Regions from separate parts of the Danio rerio genome. Here region 1 is linked to region 2. A link is a contact called in public HiCAR-type data. All regions are on one chromosome and are shown on one strand. The core of a region is the stretch at or near the end of the contact, and the rest is flanking DNA. Distances in the headings are between cores, read along the strand shown. Region 1 holds the start of trim37 (tripartite motif containing 37). Region 2 holds the start of rad51c (RAD51 paralog C).

The links. HiCAR-type assays count read pairs that join an accessible place to other places.
Region 1: a HiCAR-type map of caudal fin shows a contact between it and region 2, with 7 times the contacts expected there. The contact joins the promoter of trim37 here to the promoter of rad51c in region 2. A contact is called at or near these places in 7 of 18 Hi-C or Micro-C datasets (caudal fin, embryo, fibroblasts and 2 more) and 2 of 4 datasets of contacts at active chromatin or transcription factors (caudal fin and embryo).

What each region holds. Positions count from the first base shown.
Region 1 is chr10:37,850,712-37,856,784 of GRCz12tu, forward strand. trim37 (tripartite motif containing 37) reads right to left here and starts at 3,809. Exons shown (of 25, transcript XM_009305495.5): 1 at 3,668-3,809; 2 at 2,579-2,660. The coding sequence starts at 2,599.
Region 2 is chr10:37,661,986-37,668,433 of GRCz12tu, forward strand. It overlaps rad51c (RAD51 paralog C), which reads left to right and starts at 3,182. Exons shown (of 9, transcript NM_001006101.1): 1 at 3,182-3,658; 2 at 3,858-4,101; 3 at 4,515-4,672; 4 at 4,802-4,935; 5 at 5,010-5,141. The coding sequence starts at 3,541. atg101 (autophagy related 101) reads right to left here and starts at 495. Exons shown (of 3, transcript NM_001423721.1): 1 at 455-495; 2 at 1-249. The coding sequence starts at 228.

The DNA.
Region 1 (6,073 bases), core at 2,559-5,058, 190 kb after region 2:
TTTTTAAATTGTTGTAAATTTATTAAAAATGAAAAAGCGGAAAAACAGATGTACATAAGTATTCACAGCCTTTGTTGTGAAGCTCTAAATTGAGCTCAGGTAAATTTTGCTTCTTGAGATGATTCAGAGCTCAATTGCAGTTCACCTGTGGTAAATTTGAAAAGGCATACACCTGTATAAATAAGGTCAAAGGGTTGACAGTGCATGTCAAAGCACAATCCAAGCATGAAGACAAAAAAATTGTCTGTAGACCTCTGACACAGGAGTGTCTCGAGGCACAAGGCTGTGGAAAGTTACCGAAAAATTTCTGCTGCTATGAAAGTTCCAATGAGCTCAGTGGCCTCCATCATTCGTAAGTGGAAGATGTTTGAACCACAAGGACTCTTCCTATAGCTGGCTGGCCATCGAAGCAGAGTGATCGGGTAGAAGGGTCTTAGTCAGGGAGGTGATCAATAACCTGATGGCCACTCTGTCTGAGCTCCAGCGTTCTTCTGTGGAGAGAGAAGAACCTTACAGAAGGACAACCATCTGTGCAGCAATCCACCAATCAGGCCTCTATGATAGAGTGGCCAGATGGAAGCGACAAGGCCAAAAGGTATCTGAAGGACTCTCAGAGCATAAGAAACAAAATTCTCTGGTCTGATGAGACTAAAATTAAACTTTGCAGTGAACGCCAGCAATTGAAGCATGATGGTGGCAGCATCATGCTGTGGGGATGTTTTTCAGCAGCAGGAACTGGAAGTATAGTCAGGATAGAGGAAAAGATGAGTTCAGCAATGTACAGAGATATCCTGAATGAAACCTGCTTCAGAATGACCTGAGTGACCTACTTCAGAGAGCTCTCGACCTTAGACTGGGGCGACAGTTCATCTTCCAGCAGGACAATGACCCAAAGCACACAGCCAAAATATCAATGGAGTGGCTTTATAACAACTCGGTGAATGTCCTTGAGTGGCCCAGCCAGAGCCCAGACCTAAATCCTTTTAAAACATCTCTGGAGAGATCTGAAAATGGCTGTACACCGTACAAACTGATAGAGCTTGAGAGGAACTGCAAAGAGGAATGGACAAAAATTCCCAAAGACAGGTGTGCTAAATAGTGGCATCATATTCAAAAAGACTTGAGGCTGTAATTGCTGCCAAAGGTGCATCAACAAAGTATTGGGAAAAGCTGTGAATACTTATTTACATGTGATTTGTCCGTTTTTTTTTTTTTTGTTAGTTTGTTTTTTTTTTAATTTGCAACAATTACAAAAAATATTTTTTCACATTGTTATAATGGGGTATCGTGTGTAGAATTGAGGAAAAAAATTACTTAATCCATTTTGGAATAAGACTGTAAATTAAAAAATGTGGAAAAAGTGAAGCGCTATGAATACTTTCCGGATGCACTGCATACTCATCTCAAGTTCACTCATTTAACAGTTCACCTACTGCAAAAACTATGAAAACAAAGATCAGTCAAAAAAATAAAACTAGTGTTATCAGAGTCAGAAAGTGTATTTTTTGGATTAAAATACATCATATACTGTGTTTAACTTCTTGTTTCCCTGTTCATTAAGGCAAGGCAAAGCTAGGTTATTTATATAGCACATTTCATACACAATGGTAATTCAAAGTGCTTTACATAAACAAAAATTAATTAAGTTTTTGAACTGGACTAGCATTTATTCTCTTTATTCCACTGACTTACCTGAACATTCCAATACAATACTTATATATGTGCACTATGTCAGTGACACTCATTCATAATCTATACTTGGCTCATATCTGGTGTTTTGAGCAGCTTGGCACAGCTTGGGTTTACAATTGATGACGTTTTGTCAATTTCAAGATTCAAGTGTCAGAATATGCTGCTGACCTTCATATGTTAAAATAATTTCTTTTTAGCATGTAGTTAAGAAGAAGCTTGAGGAAGTCTGTTATGTCTTAACTAAGTAAACATAAATGGCAGAGGAAGATATCAGATGTGTATTTACATACTGCCAATGAGCATTCAATCAAAAAATGATAGTAGATATAAAAAAACCTCTCTATCAATACCATGATAAAATTAAGAAAAACACAAAATCAATGATAGACCAATTCAAAGAACTACATTTTATTTGCATCTATATTGGTACAATTTATTGATGTCACATATTTGCTGACTTTTGCAAAAACAAAAAATATATATTTTATTATATATATATATATATATATATATATATATATATATATATATATATATATATATATATATAAATAAAGGGAAATGGGTAGTTTTGAAGCACAAATCTGTTTTATTGTCTCTAATTACAAAAATACTTCAAAGTAGATTTTAAAAATGGTGAAAAACTGTTTAAAATCGTTTCTCCATATTTACAATAATTAGCAGATTTTCACTAAGTCTACAATCTTCTTTACACAGTGCAAAAGCAAAAGCTGAACTTGATATTCCACATAATTTCAACGTTTGTGTTCCATGGAATAAGAAATAAATAGTAGACATTTCATGTTTGGGTTAAACACAATCCTCCAAACCAAAAGCACCTTGATGTCTGTTTATATAAAACACACACAGAACACCGTAAACACACCTCAACACTCTGCTCATCCATCTCAGCCAGGTTTACTTCCAAACAGCCAAATAAACCTGATGGGAGAATCCTGGTGCCTTCACTGCAGTAAAAACAGACAGCAGAAAACATTCAGATGCTCATATTTCATTCATGAAGAATACAACACAGCAGATTGCCATCAATAAGTTTCACAATGCAGAGTTTAAAATGATTAGTGACAGAATATAGAATTAATCTGTATAAGCTTCACTATATATGACTCTATGAATCATACAATCAAAGAAATATATATTAAATGAACTGCTGCAGGATACATCTGTCAACACCAACTAAAGGCCTGCATGACTTTATAAAGCACACAATCACCATATACACGCTTTCATATGAAAGGGTTGACCAATAAACAGCTAAATAAACCTGATGGGAGAATCTTGGTGCCTTCACTGCAGTAAAAACAGACAGCAAGAAACATTCAGATACTCATATTTCATTCATGGAGAATACAACACAGCAGATTGTAATCAATAAGTTTGATAATGCAGGCTTTGACGTGATTAGTGACAGAATATAGTAATAATCTTTACAAACTTTACTATATATATATATATATATATATATATATATATATATATATATATATATATATATATATATATGACTCTATATGACCAAATCACACGATCAAATAAATATATATTGAATGAACTGCTGCAGGATACATCTGTCAACACCAACTAGAGGCCTGCATGACTTTATAAAGCACACAATCACCATATACACGCTTTCATATGAATGGATTCACTTATATACGTTTAAATAACACACACGTGCAACATAACGAGCAGTTCGTCTCAAAACAAGCCCGTTATTGATTAAACATGCATGAAGGCATCATATTTCAGCATATTTATTAAGACAAATTTGCTCGTGCCAGCTCATCGTCTAATACCAAATGCATAGAGGAAAAGAAATGAATTATAAGCGGTTATAATAAAACAAAAACGGTGCATACAAGCAGGTGAGGTAGCGCAGGTTAGCATTTTAGCAAGCTAGCTGGTCCAAACTCACCAAGCAGAAAAATCATCAAATCTATAAACACGCATTTACCTTTTAATGTCACCCTCGAACCAGTCACTGCAGATGTCTGCATCAAACGCTACTGGTTTAGTGTTTTTAAACCGGGTGTTTCAACATCGGACTGCTTGTTTATGGACTAGCAGCAAGCAGCGAATAGCGCCTATATGTCAATGCCAGTCACCATGGGAGACCGTGTCAGTCACCATGGGAGACCGTATCCACCAATCGAATGCATGTTTGGTAGCCGAAAGTATAAGCATTAGCCAATCATAAAGGTGAGTTTAAAGTAGGCGGTGCAGTTTGCGAATTGACACGCCTGCATGAAAGCGCCAATATTAAATATTTAAATCACGAGTGTTTAATTTCGCTTCTTTAACGCTTTTTTTAGTATCTATATTTTTACATTGTAGTTTATATTACATTTAAATAAATGCATAAATAATAATAAAGCACTGTTAGCACTGTCACCTTACAGCAAGAAGGTCGCTGGTTCGAGTCCCGGCTGGGTCAGTTTGCATGTTCTCCACGTGTTGGCGTGGGTTTCCTCCGGGTGCTCCGGTTTCCGCCACAGTCCAAAAACATGCGGTACAGGTGAATTGGGTAAGTTAAATTGTACGTAGTGTATGTGTGTGTGTGTGTGTGTGTGTGAATGAGAGAGTATTGGTGTTTTCCAGTACTGGGTTGCAGCTGGAAGGGAATTTGCTGTGTAATAAAACACATGTAAGTTGGCAGTTCATTTCACTGTGGCGACCCACAATAAATTAACGTGGTGACCCACGATAAATAAATGGACTAAGGAAAAGAAATGAATGATGGAACAAAATTAAGTTGTCCCAAAAAACCTCAAGAATTGTGTTGATTCAGCCTATTGTCAAATAATTAGTTTTAACAAGCAGCAAAAATAAGTTTGAGTGAGTGTAGTCATGCATTTTTGCAATAATAAAAAATCTATTTTTTATTAAAACGACTAAATGTTTTGTGTAACTGTTGTAACATTTTTTTCCATTTTCATAATTAAGGCGTATTTCATACATTCATTTTCTTTTTGGCCTAGTCCCTTTATTAATCCGGGGTCGCCACAGCAGAATGGACCGACAACTTATCCAGCACGTTTACGCAGGAGATGCGCTTCCAGCCGCAACCCATCTCTGGGAAACATCCAGACACACTCATTCACACTCGTAAACTACGGACAATTTAGCCTACCCAATTCACCTGTACCACATGTACCACCTGTAGAACATGCAAACGCCACACAGAAACGCCTAGTAACCTAGCCTAGGCTCGAACCAGCAACCTTCTTGCTGTGAGGCGACATCACAGCACTACCTACTGAGCCACTGGTCTAAGACGTATTTATGCTTATTTAAATTCATCATATTATTTATAATTTATCAATTGAATTGAATTGTGGCTTTAATACAGTTGCAATATCAATCTGGCAAATTCAGAATGCTTATTAAAATATTCATTTATCTTTTTATGGAACTTTATTTTCCATTTTTAAGTTCAAGATAGACTATTATCATTTATAAATTAATCATTTATTTTATTTTTTATGTGGTTAGTAAATTTAGTAGTTGCATAAAAAAGCACAGCTGTGTAAAAAAACATATGCTGGATGAAGTTGGCGGTTCATACCACTGTCGCGACTCCTGATGAATAAAGGAACTAAGCCGAAGTAAAATGAATGAATGAATATGAGGGGTTTTCATACAGTGGTCCAAGAAATTGTTTGAAGGAAAAGCATTACAGGGCGGCGCAGCGGTTAACACTGTCGCATCACAGCAAGAAGGTCGCTGGTTCAAGCCACGGCTGGGTCAGTTGGCATTTCTGTGTGGAGTTTGAATGTTTTCTCCGTGTTGGTGTGGGTTTTATTCCAGGTGCTCCGGTTTCCAAACACATGCGCTATAGGTGAATTAAATAGGCTAAATTGGCCATAGTGTATGTCACATATCACATTTAATTAAATCAACAAACACACACCATTTTGATTTGAACAAATCAAAATAAATCTAATAATTGAGTTAATTATAAAAAAGTACACAAAATGTATGATTAATACAGCTCACATATATATTAATATTGAAATATAGTAATATTCTTAAAATATATTAATTGAAGGAAACAAATACCAATGAGATTAAAATGACTAATAATAAGTACATTTTTTAAATTATTAATTAAATTATAATTGTAATTTAGAGTATAAATTGGGTCTTTATACAAGAAACCATATATATATATATATATATATATATATATATATATATATATATATATATATATATATATATATATATATGCCTTTGACATTTTCGGATTGGAAGATTTAATATAAGGTTATGCGCATAAATACAGCACTTTTATCACCAACCACGATTACTTCCATCAATAATCACTGATACATCAACAATCATACGTCTAAAATAGCCT
Region 2 (6,448 bases), core at 1,932-4,431:
GATGACCCTGTCCAGCTCGTCTGAAGACACTCGCACGAAAGTGAAGTCTATGAAGTCGCAGTCCACGTCCTGAGTGCCCACAGTGCCAATGGAGTAGGTGCCCTCCTTTTTGTAGTGAAATTTGCCCGTGCTGCGGTGCAGGAGGATCGTGTGCAGGAGGCCCAGCATGGCTTCATCCACCTGCCGACCTTCCACAGACACCTCCAGCACCTCTGACCGACAATTCATGACAACAATACGCTTCAACAGCTGTGAAAACAAAAGGCCTTTCTGCTGATCTGAGCTCAGCTGTATCAAACACACACTCAGCTTGTCAACACCGCTTCTAAACAGCGACAACAGACTAACTTGCAGGAGGAATATGAGGTCAACATAAAAATACGGATTAAATAATGTTATGGTGAAAATTAAATGTAATTTAAGCCACTAGAGAGCGTTTATATAACATGTCTACCTGATTTGTGAAATGTCGATGCGCATTGTTTTTCTTCTGATGGAGGACTTTTGTTTTGTAAATATACGTCAGATTTGTACAGGGTGAGATATGGGACATTTTAGATTTGACATGGCGTTTTATAATTACAATGGTGGTTTTCGGACTTTCAAAAAATTGTTTTCTTTAGACAATTTACAAATTGGTGATGTATTCGCTTTGTTCTTGTCGGAAATTGATTTCTGTTCTTAATTTACGATGATATATAAAGTAAATATTAAAAGACAAATGTAAATTTTACAAACAAACAGAATCGAATCAAATAAGGCAAACAAATCATACTAAACGTTTACTATTTTAGGTCCGTTAGGATTATCTACAATTTTTTTTTTTTTTGGAGATTTTTTTTTATTAATTTCTAGACAGTCAAAAGTTTACATACATTACCTTTTTTATTTTTTAAGCTTTGCTTTTAAACTGTATAACGATTGTTTTGGGTATCCTTCCACAAGCTTCTGACAATAGTTTGAAGACATTTTGGCCCATTCCTCCTGACAGAATTGGTGTAACTGAGTCAGATTTGTTGGCTGTCTTGCTCGCACAAGCTTTTTCAACTCTGCCCACAAATTCTCTATAGGATTGAGGTCAGGGCTTTGTGATGGCCACTCCAAAACATACACTCTGTTGTCTTTAAAGCACATTTTAACTAATTTGGCAGTATGCGTAGGGTCATGATCTGTTTGGAAGAACCAGTTGTGGCCAAGTTTTAATTTTCTGGCTGATGTCTTGAGATGTTGCTTCAGTATTTCTACATGTTCTTTCTTCATGATGCCATCTATGCTGTGAGATGCTGTGAAGTCTCTCTTATTATTCTGCTGATAAACATAACAGAAACAAATTTGATAATCCTAACTTACCTAAAAGTGAAAAAGTTTGCTCACATTAACATCTGACTTTTTTTTTTAAATGGTCATATGCCTTTTTATAGTGTATGTAAACTTCTGGCTTCAACTGTATATATATATATATATATATATATATATATATATATATATATATATATATATATATATATATATATATATATATATACATATATATATATATATAGATAGATAGATAGATAGATAGATAGATAGATAGATAGATAGATAGATAGATAGATAGATAGATAGATAGATAGATAGATACATACATACATACATACATACATACATACATACATACATACATACATACATACATACATACATACACACACAAATTATTGATACATTTAAATATGTAACAAATTGTTTTAGTTAGTTTTGTTTTTGGGTGTGTATCACATATACATAACAATCATATATAATACACACACATAAGTCAGAATCTATTACTTTGCATATGATAAATCATGATTATTTTTTGCCCATGCAGCATTAATTTTGATACAAGTTAATCTAAATATGATATTTCCTCTGTAAAGTTCTTGAACTTTAAAGAAAAAAATAAATATTGATGACTTTATTTTTATATTTTACTTTGTGTATTTAAAGTTATAGACACATTTGGTGTCATTTTTACATTTTTCTAATGGCTATATATTGTATTATATAGTATTAGGTTTTTAGTTCTAATCATTAACAGCTTTTGTTATTTTTGAAAATTATGTTAACTAAATGGAAATATGGGCGAGGCAGTGGCGCAGTAGGTAGTGCTGTCACCTCACAGCAAGAAGGTCGCTGGGTCAAGCCTCGGCTCAGTTGGCGTTTCTGTGCGGAGTTTGCATGTTCTCCCTGCGTTCGCGTGGGTTTCCTCCGGGTGCTCTGGTTTCCCCCACAGTCCAAAGACATGCGGTACAGGTGAATTGGGTAGGCTAAATTGTCCGTAGTGTATGAGTGTGTGTGTCTGTGTGGATGTATCCCAGAAATGGGTTGCGACTGGAAGGGCATCTGCTGTGTAAAAAGTTGCTGGATAAGTTGGCGGTTCATTCCACTGTGGCGACCCCAGATTAATAAAGGGACTAAGCCGACAAGAAAATAAATGAATTGATAAATGGAAATATGCGCCATTTCCTTGGAAACTGGCTAAAATTAATTTATACTAGATTTTATATAATAAAAAGACAGTTCACCCAAACAAGAAACTTTTGTCATAATTTACTAACCCTTTATTTGTTTCGAACATTTAAGAGTTTTTTTCTTCTGTTAAACACAATTGTTATTTCTTACTGTTATATTGTTAATTCTTTTAAAGAAGATAACTACAAAAATGTTGAAAACCTGAAACCATTTATTTTTCATAATATTTGACCTAAATTGGAAGTCAGTGGTTACAGTTTTTAGCTTACTTCAAAATGTTTTCTTTTGTGTCAAACAAAATAAATGTATGAAAATTTAGTACCATTTGAGGGTGAATTAATGTTCTTTTTGTGAACTAAACCTCTAAATATATTTTATAAGTTAACAATACACTATACACAAAAAAAGTTATAACATGTCAGCATTAAATTTAATAAATGTATAGTAAAATATTGCTCCAACATTTGTAGAATAAATAATGTTTGTGGACTGTGGTTTGTGGTTTTATCCTGTAAAATATCACTGTCAGTAGTATAATTGTAGAAAGTAAATAAAAAAAGGCTTTTCCATGTGCACAGTGGACTTTTCATAGATTCGTCACATTATTATTAGAACCAACTATTGAAACCAACAGTAGCCCTCGTACACTAAACTATAAATGGCGTCTTACTGAGACTTTTATTTTGAAGAGCATTTTCCCCTAACAAGAGTCGTCGTGTCTTGTTTTGGAGGGATGATCAAAAAGAAGACATATATTTATGGCGAAATATCAGTTTAAAGTGAATGATTTATGCTTGTTTTTATTTGACATAAATATTCCACGGTATAGCAATTCATTAAAGATTATATTGTACGCGTTTAAAAGTAAAAACTTGTATTTACGTTAACGTTACCTTGCTGACAGAAGCTTTGAAAGAATTCATCCAAAGGCGGCTAAAACTTTTAGTTTGGCTAAAACTGTCTGTCATCAGTACTAACCGACAGTCTGGGGTCTTAATCTGCATTTGAGGCTGTTTTTTGTCTTTGTGGACACTAGTTTTGGAAATGCACAGGACTGTACCGAGTCTCCCTCTGGCGCCGTCGGTGAAGGTGAAGCTCATCAATGCGGGTTTCCAAGCGGCTTCAGACCTGACAGACATGAGGCCTCTTCAGCTCTGCAAAGGCAACTTATTTATATTTACAGCAGTAAAACATTGAGGAAAACTTTGAATATTTGCTCTGAAATCGCATGTATGACTTCAAAACAACATTTGCACTAATTGATAACACGTTGTACTTTGACTGTTACTTTGATTGGCTGGTAATATGATTTCTCCATTTAGAATTTGCAAATAATACTCTTCTAAAACTTTGTTTTGCAGAGGCAGGTATTTCTCAAGAGGAGGCAGTGGAGCTGCTGCAGATGTTGAGAGATGATGCTCAGCCTCAACAGCAGAGGGCAGCAGCAGACGGCGTAACGGCACTGGATCTCCTGCACCAGGAGCAAACTCTGGGCAGCATAGTGACCTTCTGCTCTGGTCTAGATGATGCTATTGGCGGAGGCGTGCCTGTGGGAAAGACCACCGAGATCTGTGGGGCCCCTGGGGTCGGAAAGACTCAGCTTTGGTATGAAAAGAAATGGATTATGAGTTGTGTTGGTGCATCTTAAAGGGATAGTTCACTTAAAACTGAAAATTTAGTCATTCTTTACTTGTTTCAAGGTGAATCTCACTCTAAAGTGCTTTCAAACCTGTGATTTATTTTATTTAATTTTGTTGACCAAAAATATATATTTTGAAGAAAGCTAAAAACCTGTAGCCACAGCCTGACATTCATGGAAGAAAAAAAACTAAAACTATGAATTGTCTACAGGTTTTTAGCTTTCTTCAAAATATATATTTTTTGGTCAACAGAATAAAGAAACTCTAAGAAACTTTAGGTTAAGTAAACTGAGTAAATTGTCCTTGAAACTCAATTTGACCTTGAAAACATGTAGCTTACTGTAGTTTCATGTGCTGTTGTATTCCCGCATTGTAAAGCATGCAGCTGGCTGTGGATGTGCAGATTCCTGTGTGTTTTGGAGGTCTGGGAGGAAAGGCGCTGTATATCGACACAGAAGGCAGTTTTTTGGTGCAGCGGGTTGCTGATATGGCAGAGGCAGCCGTTCAACACTGCACCCTCCTAGCAGAGGATACAGGTCTGATTTGAGGAGGGAACAATGCTGATAAGTCACAATACTGATGAGCGTCACCTTCCCGTTTCATTAGAATTATGACGCAAATATATACAAATGTGCCTAATAATCTGTCTTTGACTCTCCTTTTAGAACAGAAAGGAGCTCTGGAGGAACTTAATGTGGAGAAGATCCTCTCTAACCTCTTCTTGGTGCGTTGCCATGACTATGTAGAGCTGTTAGCGGAGGTTTACCTCCTACCTGACTTCCTGTCTGAGCACCCTGAGGTAACAAATCTCTGTCAGCACAGGGACATCACTGCTGTTTACATGTTTATAGCTGATATCTTATCCAATCACAGGTGCGGTTAGTAGTGATTGACAGCATCGCCTTCCCATTCCGGCATGACTTTGAGGATCTTTCTCAGAGGACCCGCCTCCTGAACGGCCTTGCCCAGCAGCTCATCCAACTAGCTACACAACACAGAGTGGCGGTACTATTTAAAACAGGATTAATTTATCATTCATTCATTCATTTTCCTTCGACTTAGTCTCTATTTCAGAGGTTGCCACAGTGGAACGAACTGCTAACTATTCCAGTATATGTTTTATGCAGTGGATGCCCTTTCAGCCACAATCCAGTATTGGGAAACACCCATACACACTAATTCACACACACACTCATACACTATGGACAATTAAGTTCAGTCCTGGAGGGCCGGTGTCCTGCAGATTTTAGCTCCAGCTTGCCTCAACACACTTGCAAGGATGTTTTTAGAAAGCCTAGTAAGAGCTTGATTAGCTAGGCCAGGTGTGTCTGATTGGGGTTGGAACTAAACTTTGCAGGACACCTGCCCTCCAGGACCGAGTTTGGACATGCCTGACCTACATGAACACGGTCGGGACTTGAACCAGCAACCTTCTTGCTGTGAGGCGACAGTGCTAACCACTGAGCCACCATGCTGCCTTCAAAGTAATTTATCACAAAGTAATTTATATTAATATTATAAATGTATTTTACATATATGTACACTTTTACTATTTACTTACTTTTTTACTGTAAGTTTAGATATTTTTTATTAATATTAATACATTTAAATAATTAGATAATATATAAGTAATGTAATTTGTTTATATTAATAGTTAATACTAATTTATATAAATAAAAATAAAAAATTATATCAATTATAAATATAAATAATTAAATAATATTAAATTAATAATAAATATTTTATTATAATATAGGTATATTCATATTTATTTTCTAATAAATAATAATAATACAATCGTAAAATTAAAAGTAAAATTGTAAAACCATTGATAAATGCCCCCGGCCTGAATTTTACAAGTGGCTATTTTAGTAAATCACAATCATTATTTTTTTAATCCATGTATTTCCAAAAAGATAGGAACTGATTATATTGTCACTAAAAACCATGTCCTCTGGCGTGACGTGATATATGCTTATTTTAAATTGGGGAATCCCACTAAAAAATATAATTAGTTGAAGGACCCCTATTCAAGATCTTGTACATGAAACCCATGACATGCACCTGTTTAGTTTTAACCTTGGTATTTTTCACATTTTTGTTGTTCTTTTGGTGTGACACTCCTATTTATTGAAAATGTCCAACAAGTACGACATGTCATGGAGAACAAAAATATATTATTCATTACAAAATAAATAGCACCATATGAAGTGTCCAACAATAGACCCTTTTCACAATGACGTCACTTCACTTCCCCCTATCGACAACGCAGTGTATTTTTAGTTCCGGTTTACCTTCGAATGAATGGGAGA